Linked DNA regions of Rattus norvegicus: region 1 is linked to region 2. A link is a contact called in public Hi-C data. All regions are on one chromosome and are shown on one strand. The core of a region is the stretch at or near the end of the contact, and the rest is flanking DNA. Distances in the headings are between cores, read along the strand shown. Region 1 overlaps Sh3bgrl1 (SH3 domain binding glutamate rich protein like 1). Region 2 holds the start of Sh3bgrl1 (SH3 domain binding glutamate rich protein like 1).

Region 1 (5,854 bases), core at 1,840-4,339, 56 kb after region 2:
GTAAGAAAGCAGAATTTCCAGGTCCTCACAAACCAGGCCTTCATGTAAATGAGTCCCAGTAGTGGTAGAATATGTATCTGGACTATTCATCTTAACTGAGTACTTGTTATAGATAAACTCTGAATATTTATAAAATGAAAACTACTCAAGGAAAAAAGAAAAATACCGCCAATACCTAAAAAACAATCCACTCCTTTTATTTTTGTACTAACACCAAATATCAGAGTACCTGTGTTATATGCTTTTAATTTTCTTAAAGATTTTATGGTGAAAATGGTCAGTTGTTTTTCTTTGACTAAAAAATCTTGAATAGAATGTGAGTTATTTCAGCAAACCATTTTCTGAATGCATGGAATGTGTGTCTTTATTTGGGAAATGAATGTATTCCGTGTACCCTTGGGGTGGGGGTGGGGCGTCTTTCATAGCATGCCACTAGGTAAAGAGTAAAAAAAAATTATTTGATTATACTAAGCTTCTAATCTCAAATTTTTGATATAGATCTTAAAACCTTACTGGATTTAATGAACACCACACAATTAAAGAACTTTCCTAGGATTTTCCTGAAGTAAGGAGCACCTGATACTCTTCTAATTATCATAAAATGAGTTTGGTGGGTGCTTTTATACAATAGCATTTAAAATTTATTATTAGTTTCAGATGTGGGCTTGAAAATAAGTTTATCCTGGAGAAATGTATTTGACAACATGTATAGTAAATAGGAGTAACTATTGAAAATGCGATTTTCAGGTAAACATGACAATTTTTGTTTTAATTGTATGTTTAAGTATTGATTTGTTTGGTTTGACTTCACTTTTCTACCATTTTCTAGCTGTGTTGTTTTTGGCAAGAGAGTTAAGTACTGTGCAAACTGTTTGCTCATTAACTAACATGAGCTATGCAAAGTGCTTAGTGTAATAGCAGGCATGTAAGTATTTATAAGTATTTTACTGAAGTATGGCAAATTGAATTTTTAAATGTTTATGAAACAGAAACAACATTTGCATATTGTATTCTCCCTACAGAATTTGGGGGTGGTGGTTACTTTGCTAGATACTGCATATAAACATGGACAGAAGAAAGAAAATGAAAATTGCTAGTTATATTTCAAGCTCTAATTTAGGCAAGAACAGTAAAGCAGGGAATCTTAAGTTAGTCTTTTCGATGCTTTCTATGTTTTTATATCAAGATACAAATATTTATAAGGAGTTTCATTCATCCCATAAGGTTGTTGCCTTTGCCCTACTTCTACAAAGCTACCAAAGTGTCGATGTTAAAAGCTTGTCATATTCTATGATGAATTATTAACAAATATTTGTCATATGGATCTTTTCAAAGACCCATACATTTTTAAGCAAATTGTATATTTGCCAAGGAACAAAGCAACATAACTTTTTAGAAATTGCTGGTTATCAGGGACTCCAGATCTGTCTGTGGTTAATTATACATATGATACTTTAGATATATTTCAGCAAATTTAGTATCATCAGATCACCACGTGACACCTTAGAACGAGTCACTTCCTTAGTGTACTTTTTAGTGAAGAGAATGAAATATATTTTACTGTCTTATTAAACACACACACATTTATTTATTTTTTTCATGCCAATCTCTCTGTTTTGCGGATATGGATTCTTGTTGGGACATAAACAGATTTGGGGTATACTTATGGCAATACAGTGAGCACTTTTAAAAACTATAATATAAATGAATATTTTAATTCCTGCTATTTTGTTCCCTCAAAGGTATACATGTTCTTATTACTGATAAAATAAAAATTAAAAGGAAAAGTTTTGTTTACATAACAGTTCAGCTTTTATACTAGGTATTACAGTCTTTCTTTCCTTTTTATTATTGTTAGTTTTTATGGTGCTGGGATATGAGCCCAGGGCCTAGAGCATGGTTGGCAAAGAGCACCACCACTGAGCTGCATTGCTAACCCTGTGTACTGTATGTTTAATAAAGTTTCCTCTGATAATTACCAGTTTTTTAGAACTCGAATGAAATTAGATTTATTTCAGCAACTCAACACTGAATCAGGATCAAAATGCCTAAGACAGAAGTGTTTATAGAGAGAATAAATGGTTTTCACCTTGTCTAGCCTTTCAATAAGGTCATGATTCACATTTGTCTTTTGGCAGACACACAGATTTGGTTTAGAAAGTAAGAAAAGTTAAAGGTGTAACATCACTCACAAGAATTGATTTCACAAATAAACAGTGCTTCTCCACCAGGGACTGTTGGCTGAATGCATTGTGTCTAGAGATATAAAGTTCAGTCTGCTCCATGAATTTTGAAAGAATCTAGGATTTATAGTTTTTAATTGAATTGTTATACAGATTCATTCCCACAGGGTTTTTGCTTAAGTAGGCAGTAGAATTATAGGCTTTCATCACCCAATATAGCATTTGACTCTCAGATGAGCTTTACCTTGGAAAACCTGCAAGACAAGAATGAGATGCTGTTTTATAGCCAAAGTATATTGTAAGTGGTAGGTGTTGGCAACAATATCCTTTGTTGATCCCTTCCTTTCACACACATCTTGTGGGTAGAGCCACTGATCTCAGTTTGCTCTTATACAGAGAAGTGGCATTGAAACAGGAAATATGCTGTTATTCTCTCCAGAGCAAAGGGCAAGTTTGCTCACTGCTCATTATAAAAGATAACATGTCTCTTAGTCGACTCTTTGTCCCCCTGTAGAACAGGAAAGAGGTCCAAGGACACGTCGATGTTCTCTCACAGAGTTCTGCGTTTTCTTGTAGAACCTTAAAAATTATGACAGACTTATATGATATCAAGTAGGATAAAGTTTCAGACCCTTCAGTAGTTTTGCCAGTAGTACCTATTGCTGATATGCTACTGTTTTTTGATAGTCGTTCATATAACTATGTCAGTAATTATATAGTGCCCAGACTTCTTTGTCTTAGCTCTTTTTCCCCCTTTTTTATCTGTAGCAGTTCACTAGCTTACTAACTTGTTAGACTATTTGAGTCTGGTCTTGTTTAACTAATTAGGCAATATGTGGCAGCTATTCTCAGCTGGACAGTTTGGAACTCGTTTTATTGGCCTAAGTGTGGGAGTACATTCATGGTTCTCTGAAATGTCATCTGGGGCACTTTGTTCAGCTCAGGCTTCAGACTTGACCCTTGGCCTACAGCAAATGAGTTTGTTTTCATAAGAACAGAGAATTTTCTGGTCTACTGAAGTAAAGTCCTTTAATTTTCTTTGTGTTGACAGCACCCCACCAGTTGTCAATGAGGGATGGTGGGACAATACTTTAGCTAATATAGTCAAAAATAGTATTTGGGAACCTTGCATGTTCGGTGAACATGGCAGATAGACTCATATAGCTGCAGAATGCTGTAAACTCACCAGGGTTGTGGTAATGCACGCTCTTAATCCCAGTACTTGGAAGGCAGATGAGGAGGAACTCTGAGTTGAAGCTAGCCTGGTCTACAGAGTTCTCATGTAGCACGGGTTGTCCTCACACACTACTCTGTGTATATCTTTGAGATTCTTATCTTCCTATCTCCAGGTCTGAGATTACAGTTTGCAGATAGGTTTTGTAATGCCATTGGTATATTATAGCAGTGTGGTCATCCTGCTTCTTTTTTTTTTTTTTTTAATTAACTTGAGTATTTCTTATATACATTTCGAGTGTTATTCCCTTTCCCGGTTTCCGGGCAAACATCCCCCTCCCCCCTCCCCTTCCTTATGGGTGTTCCCCTCCCAACCCTCCCCCCATTGCCGCCCTCCCCCCCACAGTCTAGTTCACTGGGGGTTCAGTCTCAGCAGGACCCAGGGCTTCCCCTTCCACTGGTGCTCTTACTAGGATATTCATTGCTACCTATGGGGTCAGAGTCCAGGGTGAGTCCATGTATAGTCTTTAGGTAGTGGCTTAGTCCCTGGAAGCTCTGGTTGCTTGACATTGTTGTACATATGGGGTCTCGAGCCCCTTCAAGCTCTTCCAGTTCTTTCTCTGATTCCTTCAACGGGGGTCCTATTCTCAGTTCAGTGGTTTGCTGCTGGTATTCGCCTCTGTATTTGCTGTATTCTGGCTGTGTCTCTCAGGAGCGATCTACATCCGGCTCCTGTCGGTCTGCACTTCTTTGCTTCATCCATCTTGTCTAATTGGGTGGCTGTATATGTATGGGCCACATGTGGGGCAGGCTCTGAATGGGTGTTCCTTCAGTCTCTGTTTTAATCTTTGCCTCTCCCTTCCCTGCCAAGGGTATTCTTTTTCCTCATTTAAAGAAGGAGTGAAGCATTCACATTTTGATCATCCGTCTTGAGTTTCGTTTGTTCTGGGCATCTAGGGTAATTCAAGCATTTGGGCTAAGAGCCACTTATCAATGAGTGCATACCATGTATGTCTTTCTCTGATTGGGTTAGCTCACTCAGGATGATATTTTCCAGTTCCAACCATTTGCCTACGAATTTCATAAACTCGTTGTTTTTGATAGCTGAGTAATTTTCCATTGTGTAGATGTACCACATTTTCTGTATCCATTCCTCTGTTGAAGGGCATCTGGGTTCTTTCCAGTTTCTGGCTATTATAAATAAGGCTGCGATGAACATAGTGGAGCACGTGTCTCTTTTATATGTTGAGGCATCTTTTGGGTATATGCCCAAGAGAGGTATAGTTGGATCCTCAGGCAGTTCAATGTCCAATTTTCTGAGGAACCTCCAGACTGATTTCCATAATGGTTGTACCAGTCTACAATCCCACCAACAATGGAGGAGTGTTCCTCTTTCTCCACATCCTCGCCAGCATCTGCTGTCACCTGAGTTTTTGATCTTAGCCATTCTCACTGGTGTGAGGTGAAATCTCAGGGTTGTTTTGATTTGCATTTCCCTTATGACTAAAGATGTTGAACATTTCTTTAGGTGTTTCTCAGCCATTCGGCATTCCTCAGCTGTGAATTCTTTGTTTAGCTCTGAACCCCATTTTTTAATAGGGTTATTTGTTTCCCTGCGGTCTAACTTCTTGAGTTCTTTGTATATTTTGGATATAAGGCCTCTATATGTTGTAGGATTGGTAAAGATCTTTTCCCAACCTGTTGGTTGCCGTTTTGTCCTAACCACAGTGTCCTTTGCCTTACAGAAGCTTTGCAGTTTTATGAGATCCCATTTGTCGGTTCTTGATCTTAGAGCATAAGCCATTGGTGTTTTGTTCAGGAAATTTTTTCCAGTAACCATGTGTTCCAGATGCTTCCCTAGTTTTTCTTCTATTAGTTTGAGTGTGTCTGGTTTGATGTGGAGGTCCTTGATCCACTTGGACTTAAGCTTTGTACAGGGTGATAAGCTTGGATCGATCTGCATTCTTCTACATGTTGCCCTCCAGTTGAACCAGCACCATTTGCTGAAAATGCTATCTTTTTTCCATTGGATGGTTTTGGCTCCTTTGTCAAAAATCAAGTGACCATAGGTGTGTGGGTTCATTTCTGGGTCTTCAATTCTATTCCATTGGTCTATCTGTCTGTCTCTGTACCAATACCATGCAGTTTTTATCACTATTGCTCTGTAATACTGCTTGAGTTCAGGGACAGTGATTCCCCCTGAAGTCCTTTTATTGTTGAGGATAGCTTTAGCTATCCTGGGTTTTTTGTTATTCCAGATGAATTTGCAAATTGTTCTGTCTAACCCTTTGAAGAATTGGATTGGTATTTTGATGGGGATTGCATTGAATCTGTAGATTGCTTTTGGTAAAATGGCCATTTTTACTATATTAATCCTGCCAATCCATGAGCATGGGAGATCTTTCCATCTTCTGAGGTCTTCTTCAATTTCTTTCCTCAGTGTCTTGAAGTTCTTATTGTACAGATCTTTTACTTGCTTGGTTAAAGTCACACCGAGG
Region 2 (5,870 bases), core at 151-2,650:
AATCTAGGACAATTTCTCTATAGGAAATTTAAGCAGAAATGGCCATTCTAGAATGACCATTCTATGATAACTCCAACTTGGGTCTTAGTGTGATCTATAAGGGAATTGCATGTCCAGCCTCATTTCTGTAAGGTATAGATAAAGCCCATCAGATTCTATGCTAATGCTACTATTGAGTTTTCTGGGAATAGTTGATTGCATTCAATAGTTTGTAGACTAATTAGAAATATTTTGTTCTTCCTGTTTCTTCCATTATTTTAAGAATCTATAAGTCCAAACGGTTAATGTAGAACTCTAAAACAAGCTGTACAGTGATAGCGTAAAAGGAACTATATAGATTTTTCAAAATCATGATCGTGATTTTGATTTATGATTATAAAGATTTTTCTTGTTATGAGAATTGGCAAGTAAAATTAGCAGTAGCCATGATGTTGGTAATAAAGATGGTGGTTAGATTACTCTAGTTTACTGTACTTGATAATTTCTAGAAAGTCTATTCTTATTTGGTTGGTTTTAGTTTTCAATAGTCTCACCCTGTAGCATAGTCTAACTTTAATCCCTGGCAATTATGTCTTATTATTCCAAGTGCAGAGATGACAGGTATGAAACACCAAGGGCAAAAAGTACTTCCAAGGTATTTTCAGATGATTTTTTTTTCTCTGCAATTTCTCCCTTCATTTTGGAGTTGTTGATTTTTTTTCTCTGCAATTTCCTCTCTCATTCTAGGGTTGTGGACTAGGTTTTTTTTCTTTACAATTTCCTCCTTCATTCTAGAGTTGTTGCTTAGATCTCGTGCAAGTTCTCACTAAAGGATTGTTCCATATTTTAACAGAACTCTGAACAAAAAGAAAACCTATTCTATCCTTGCCAGTTTGGGGAAACTTGAAACTTCTCTCCAGCCCTCCTCCTCTCGCAGCTTTTCAGCACTCAATTCCTGCTGCCAACTAAGGTTAAAAAAAATCACTCAATTCATTATTAGCGACTTAAAATATACAAGACTTTGATAACGTGGGTTTAAAGAAATTTAAACTAGTGTCTGGACTCAATACAAAGCTAGCTTTCGGCTATCTTATTTGCATACATTTCTGAGCAGGAAGTAACACGCAAAACTTCTGGTGTTCATGGGAAAGGATCCTTTATTCTGATGGAGTGATTTTTTTTTTTTTACCCCTTCTTTTATTTCTCCCTTGCCCCCTTCCCGGAAAGGGAATAGTCAAAAAGAATTGTTTCAACAGATCTCGCGGTGCTGTTCGAGATCCTGTGTTTTAAAAAAACAATTTAGAAATGATGTAAATGAGCCCGAGCCTTCCGGGGTTTGGGGCTGGGACTGCAGTGCTGGAAGCTCATTGAAAGCAGCCGCTGGTGGAGGCGGGGCTCTGGCCAGTTCTTTCCACCTTCCCCCACCCTCCCGGTCCAACCTCTGTTTGGCCGGTAGCTCGGTAGCTCGGTTCCAGCCGTTGCTGCAGCTGTTTCCCAGCCCTTTTCAAGACTCCGGTGACCGACCAGAAGCCCTTGTTTCCAGGATGGTGATCCATGTATATATTGCATCTTCTTCTGGCTCTACGGCGGTAAGGAGAGTGGGAGTCCACCTTTGTTGTTTTTCAACACACTAGTCCTCCTCTGCCCCAGAACCGTTAAATTGCAGAAGTTACACTGGAAGCTTCTCCTTAGAAGACGCAAGCATCGCCCACAATACCCCCCCCCCTCTTTCCTTTCTTCCTTTGTTGCGTCGATTTCATTTTTTAGCTTTTGTTTGCCTTGAGACGTTAGTGCCACATTTCGTTTCTAAAGGAGAAAGAAAACTACCAAGTTTAGAAGGTAACTGGTATAGGTACTTCACAGTTAGGTGAAGTCAGATAAAATAAAAAACAAGTGGCTTTCAGGCTTTTTAGAGTGAGACATTTAACAAATGCTCTAAGTACCGAGTTCAGGGGAAGTAGTGCATTTCTGTAAAGGATGAGGGTACTGATGGGAAGGGAGGGGAAGACTCCTGAGGTGCTGAACTACTGGAATTATTGTGAAACCACTGGAATGGAATTATTTTGAGAGCGTGCAGGTGGGGTATATAATTAAAAAAAAAACAGGAGAAAGTCAGGGACAATGATACAAATGTCTTTTTACCCCTTCCTCCTCCTATTTCTCCTCCTTCTCCTCCTTCTTTTTCTTCTTGGAGTGTGAGGGCGGTTTTTTTTTTCCTTTTAATTTAATGTAGTATGAGATATGCCCACTCCCTTACTCACATGGCACTTACTTTGAGTTTTTCTTTTTCTTTGAAAGATTTTGCTTCTAAAACCCACTCCTTCAAGACTGTTAAAAACTGGGGAAAGAACTTGTGGCAGCTGAGTTGCTGCCTCTTGGAGGACTGGGTTTTCTTCCTTGACTCGTTTGCCAATTGTTAACTTAGAATACCAGTTTTTAGCAGCTCTGAGGAGCATTGGGTAAACTGGGAAAGCTGAATGCGTATTCCTGTTAACTGAAAGAGCCTCTGTTCCAGCAACTCCAGAAGGAAAAATAAAGGCCAGCAGTGGCAGGAACAGATGTGTGGGCTCAGGAATTGGAGTGTGGAAAACTCCTCTAGCTTTAGAGTGCCAGAAGTCCTGGGTTGTTGGGTTGCTCCTATTTACATTTAGTAGGATTTGGAATAGAACTGTAGACTATAGGAAATCACCAGAACCTTGAACCTTGAACTTTGTCTTTTGCCAACATGTGTGGGTGTGTTTAGACTGTTTCAAAATATAAGAAAACCTACTCTTAAAGTTATTTGAATGTTTTGTTTGAAAAAAATATTATTTCCTTTGGACTTCACTTTAGAAGCATCTTGTCTTCCACACCTAACATTCTGATATTTCAAATTAAAGCATGGGTTACTGAATATCAATCTATTAAAACAACTGCATTTTCAAAAACTAGCTTAATACTATTGGTTAATCCTTATTAGATTGAACCTCTCAATCACTTAGGTTTTTGTTGTTGTTTTTGTTTGTTTTGTTTCCTGAGGGCATGCAGTTTCAATACTGGTATTTGTTCTTTGCTTTCTTTCTCTTTTCTTTCTCTTCTAGAAGTAAACTGAAGGAGAAACTGCTTTAAGAATTTCATCAAGTAATAGAGTCACACACACCCCTCTTTGTTAAGACATAAAATTTCTAAATCCCCCAGAAGGGATTAAGAGTTTTATTAGATTATTCAAATGACAGATATTTATGGTGTTTGTCCTTTGTTTCTACTGTTTCTTCATGGATAATTAAGGGTTTGTCCACTGTTATACTAATTACATTTTTAATGAAAATATCAAAATGAATGATTTTTATTATGCTCTTGCAATTTTTAAAAAACAAGCCTAAAATAGTACGACGAATATCTTTAAGGAGAACTCCTTTATATGAATGGAGTAGTGGCTATTTACTTGAGAAAGGAAATTTCATTTTGCAGTACTGAAATTTCCCTTTAAGATAGCAAAAAAGGGGGCTGGGGATTTAGCTCAGTGGTAGAGCGCTTACCTAGGAAGCTCAAGGCCCTGGGTTCGGTCCCCAGCTCCGAAAAAAAAGAACCAAAAAAAAAAAAAAAAGATAGCAAAAAAGCATTATCCTTTTAACAAACGATTTAGAAATTTTGGGGCAAGTGTTCTCTTGGAATCTAAAAAAATTGAAAGATACATACGTGTAAGTTATTATGTGTCTAATGAGTGTTTTAAGTGTTTGACTTTGACTTGATAATATGTATGTATTGAATGGTTTGCCTGCAGATGCATGCTATGTGAATTCCCAATGCCCATGGAGACCACAAGAGGGTGTTGTGTCGGTCTGTGGAGCTAGAGTTACAGATGGTTATGAGCCACCATGAAGATGCTGGGGACTGAACCCAGGTTTTTTGCAAGAGCAATAAGTGTTCTTGTGTATTGAGCTCTGTTTTCCTGACTATTACAAAAATCAGAATTTTAGGTGGTTAGTTGTTCTATAACTGATCTAGAACAGCAACAATAAGCAATATTATATTTACAGCCCAAGACTCCTTATATTTTTCAGTTTCTCAGTCTGATTTAAAAAAAAAAAAACTTTTAAAATGTGTTCTCATTTCTGCCCTAATACATAGGAATAGTGCTTGTTTCTCCAGGTTAGATATACAATCTAATGGATTAGACTTTCCAGTGGATTCTATTTTCGTTTTTCTCAAGACAGGGTTTCTCTATGTATCCATGATTGTCATAGAATTCACTGTAGACCTGGCTGGCCTTGAACTCAGAGATCCACCTGCCTCTGCCTCCTAAGTGCTGGGATTCAAGGTATGCCACTGCCATCTACCTGCAGTGGATTCTTGATAAGTAACTCCTGTGAGAATAGCAGATAGAAATGCTTAAGTTGTCTCAGGTACTGTCTTACATTTAATTCACAGTGAAGCCATGACTATGTTTCTTTCAGAAAAGGAGATGCAGATATAGAGAGGTTAAGCAACTTCCCCAGTGTAGCACTGCACCGAAGTGCCAGAGTTTTAGTGCAGGGAAAGCTGCTTGAGTTCAAACGTGCATAGCCATAAAAAAAAGTACATGACAGTGATGCAGAACAGCCAGCAGGCATGAAGACGTAAATGGGAACATGACCTTAGATGTTTAGAGAATGAGTAAGTCCTGCAGGTTTAAAAGAATTGACTGGGCATGCCCATAAGTGGGAATAGCAAAATGGGGAGCTAGCATGTAGGAGGGATGCTGTGTCTATAAATGAATCTAAGTAAGTGGCTTATGTGGCTTATTCACTCAAGAATAGGAGGGTAGAGACGCTTAGGAAAGGCAACACTGAAAAATTTTAGGCGAAGCTATGGTAATTGAGGTTTTAATGTTTCTCTTGGTGGGAACCATCTAGCAAGGATTCAGTTTCCAATTGTTCACAGAGAGTGAATTCTCTGTGTTCCTATTTTATTTCTTACCACATTGTAGTCCAACTTAACATTTGTTCCTAATTTTTTGAGACAAGAACTCATCGCCTAAGTTAGACTCAAACTCAGTGACCCTCCTAGTGCCTTCCAAATGTCGGAACTGCTATAGATTTGTGCCACCACATATGACTTTCTATTGCCTTGTCTGTTTAGACTTGTTTGTGCCCACTATTGATGTGATGTTATGTAGTAGTGTGTGTCTCGATTTAGAAAGCAACGCCTTGTAAATTTGTATTTAGAAGAAAATGGTGTATTAAACACAATATCTACATAACTTAACAAATTGCAGTAATTTTTAATAAACAAAAAACCAGCATCAACCTTTCATTGAAATTATTAGACTGATGAAAGATTGGGAAAGTTTTAGTTGGATTAGGAGAATTTTGCCTGTCTTCTTTTTTGCAGATCCATATTGATCCATTTTATGTCCTCTATGCATGTATTTTGTGGGCATTAGTGAAGAATCTTGTAGGGTATAGTGTATAGGAGGTTTCTCTGCATTTACGGGGTAGTATATGCAATGATTTCTCTTTCGTTTTTTATTTCTCTTATAACTACTAAAAACAAAGCTAGTTTTACGGTGGATTCCATGATAGTACTCACTCACAAGTAATACAAACAAGGGAGTGAACTGAATACTCTCGATCAAGTCACAACTTCCTAGTCACACTATTTTCATCATTTGGAATTTGTATGTAGAGCAGGAAGGCATTTTCTCTGTCATGTGGTTCTTCAGTAATTTTATGTTAGGTGACCGAGTTCTTTGCTGTTCTGTCCTGGCATATATAAATTGAACCCTGGCTTGAAACATGCTTTTGAGCACGTCATAACTGCCAAGCTTTGTTGGAATGGTATTATATAAAGTTATTCATAAACTAGTTAGAAGATCAAACTCAGAAACCACCGAATGAATAGGCATACTTTTCAGAACCCCAAGCTGTAGA

What was found. Hi-C and Micro-C count contacts between places; a contact is called where the count stands out from the background.
Region 1: a contact with region 2 is called in a Hi-C map of liver, with 1.9 times the contacts expected there. The contact joins the enhancer-like site here to the promoter of Sh3bgrl1 in region 2. A contact is called at or near these places in 2 of 12 Hi-C or Micro-C datasets (Schwann cells and liver).

What each region holds. Positions count from the first base shown.
Region 1 is chrX:78,295,777-78,301,630 of GRCr8, forward strand. The region is part of intron 1 of Sh3bgrl1 (SH3 domain binding glutamate rich protein like 1); the gene reads left to right. Among named protein-coding and RNA genes, the nearest start is that of Sh3bgrl1, 56 kb to the left of the region's middle. Within about 2 kb of position 3,090, at least 6 of the 93 cell types and tissues checked have an H3K27ac peak or open chromatin away from gene starts, as enhancers often do. A contact at or near this core is called in liver, where this site is marked.
Region 2 is chrX:78,241,304-78,247,173 of GRCr8, forward strand. It overlaps Sh3bgrl1 (SH3 domain binding glutamate rich protein like 1), which reads left to right and starts at 1,401. Exons shown (of 4, transcript NM_001173339.1): 1 at 1,401-1,568. The coding sequence starts at 1,524.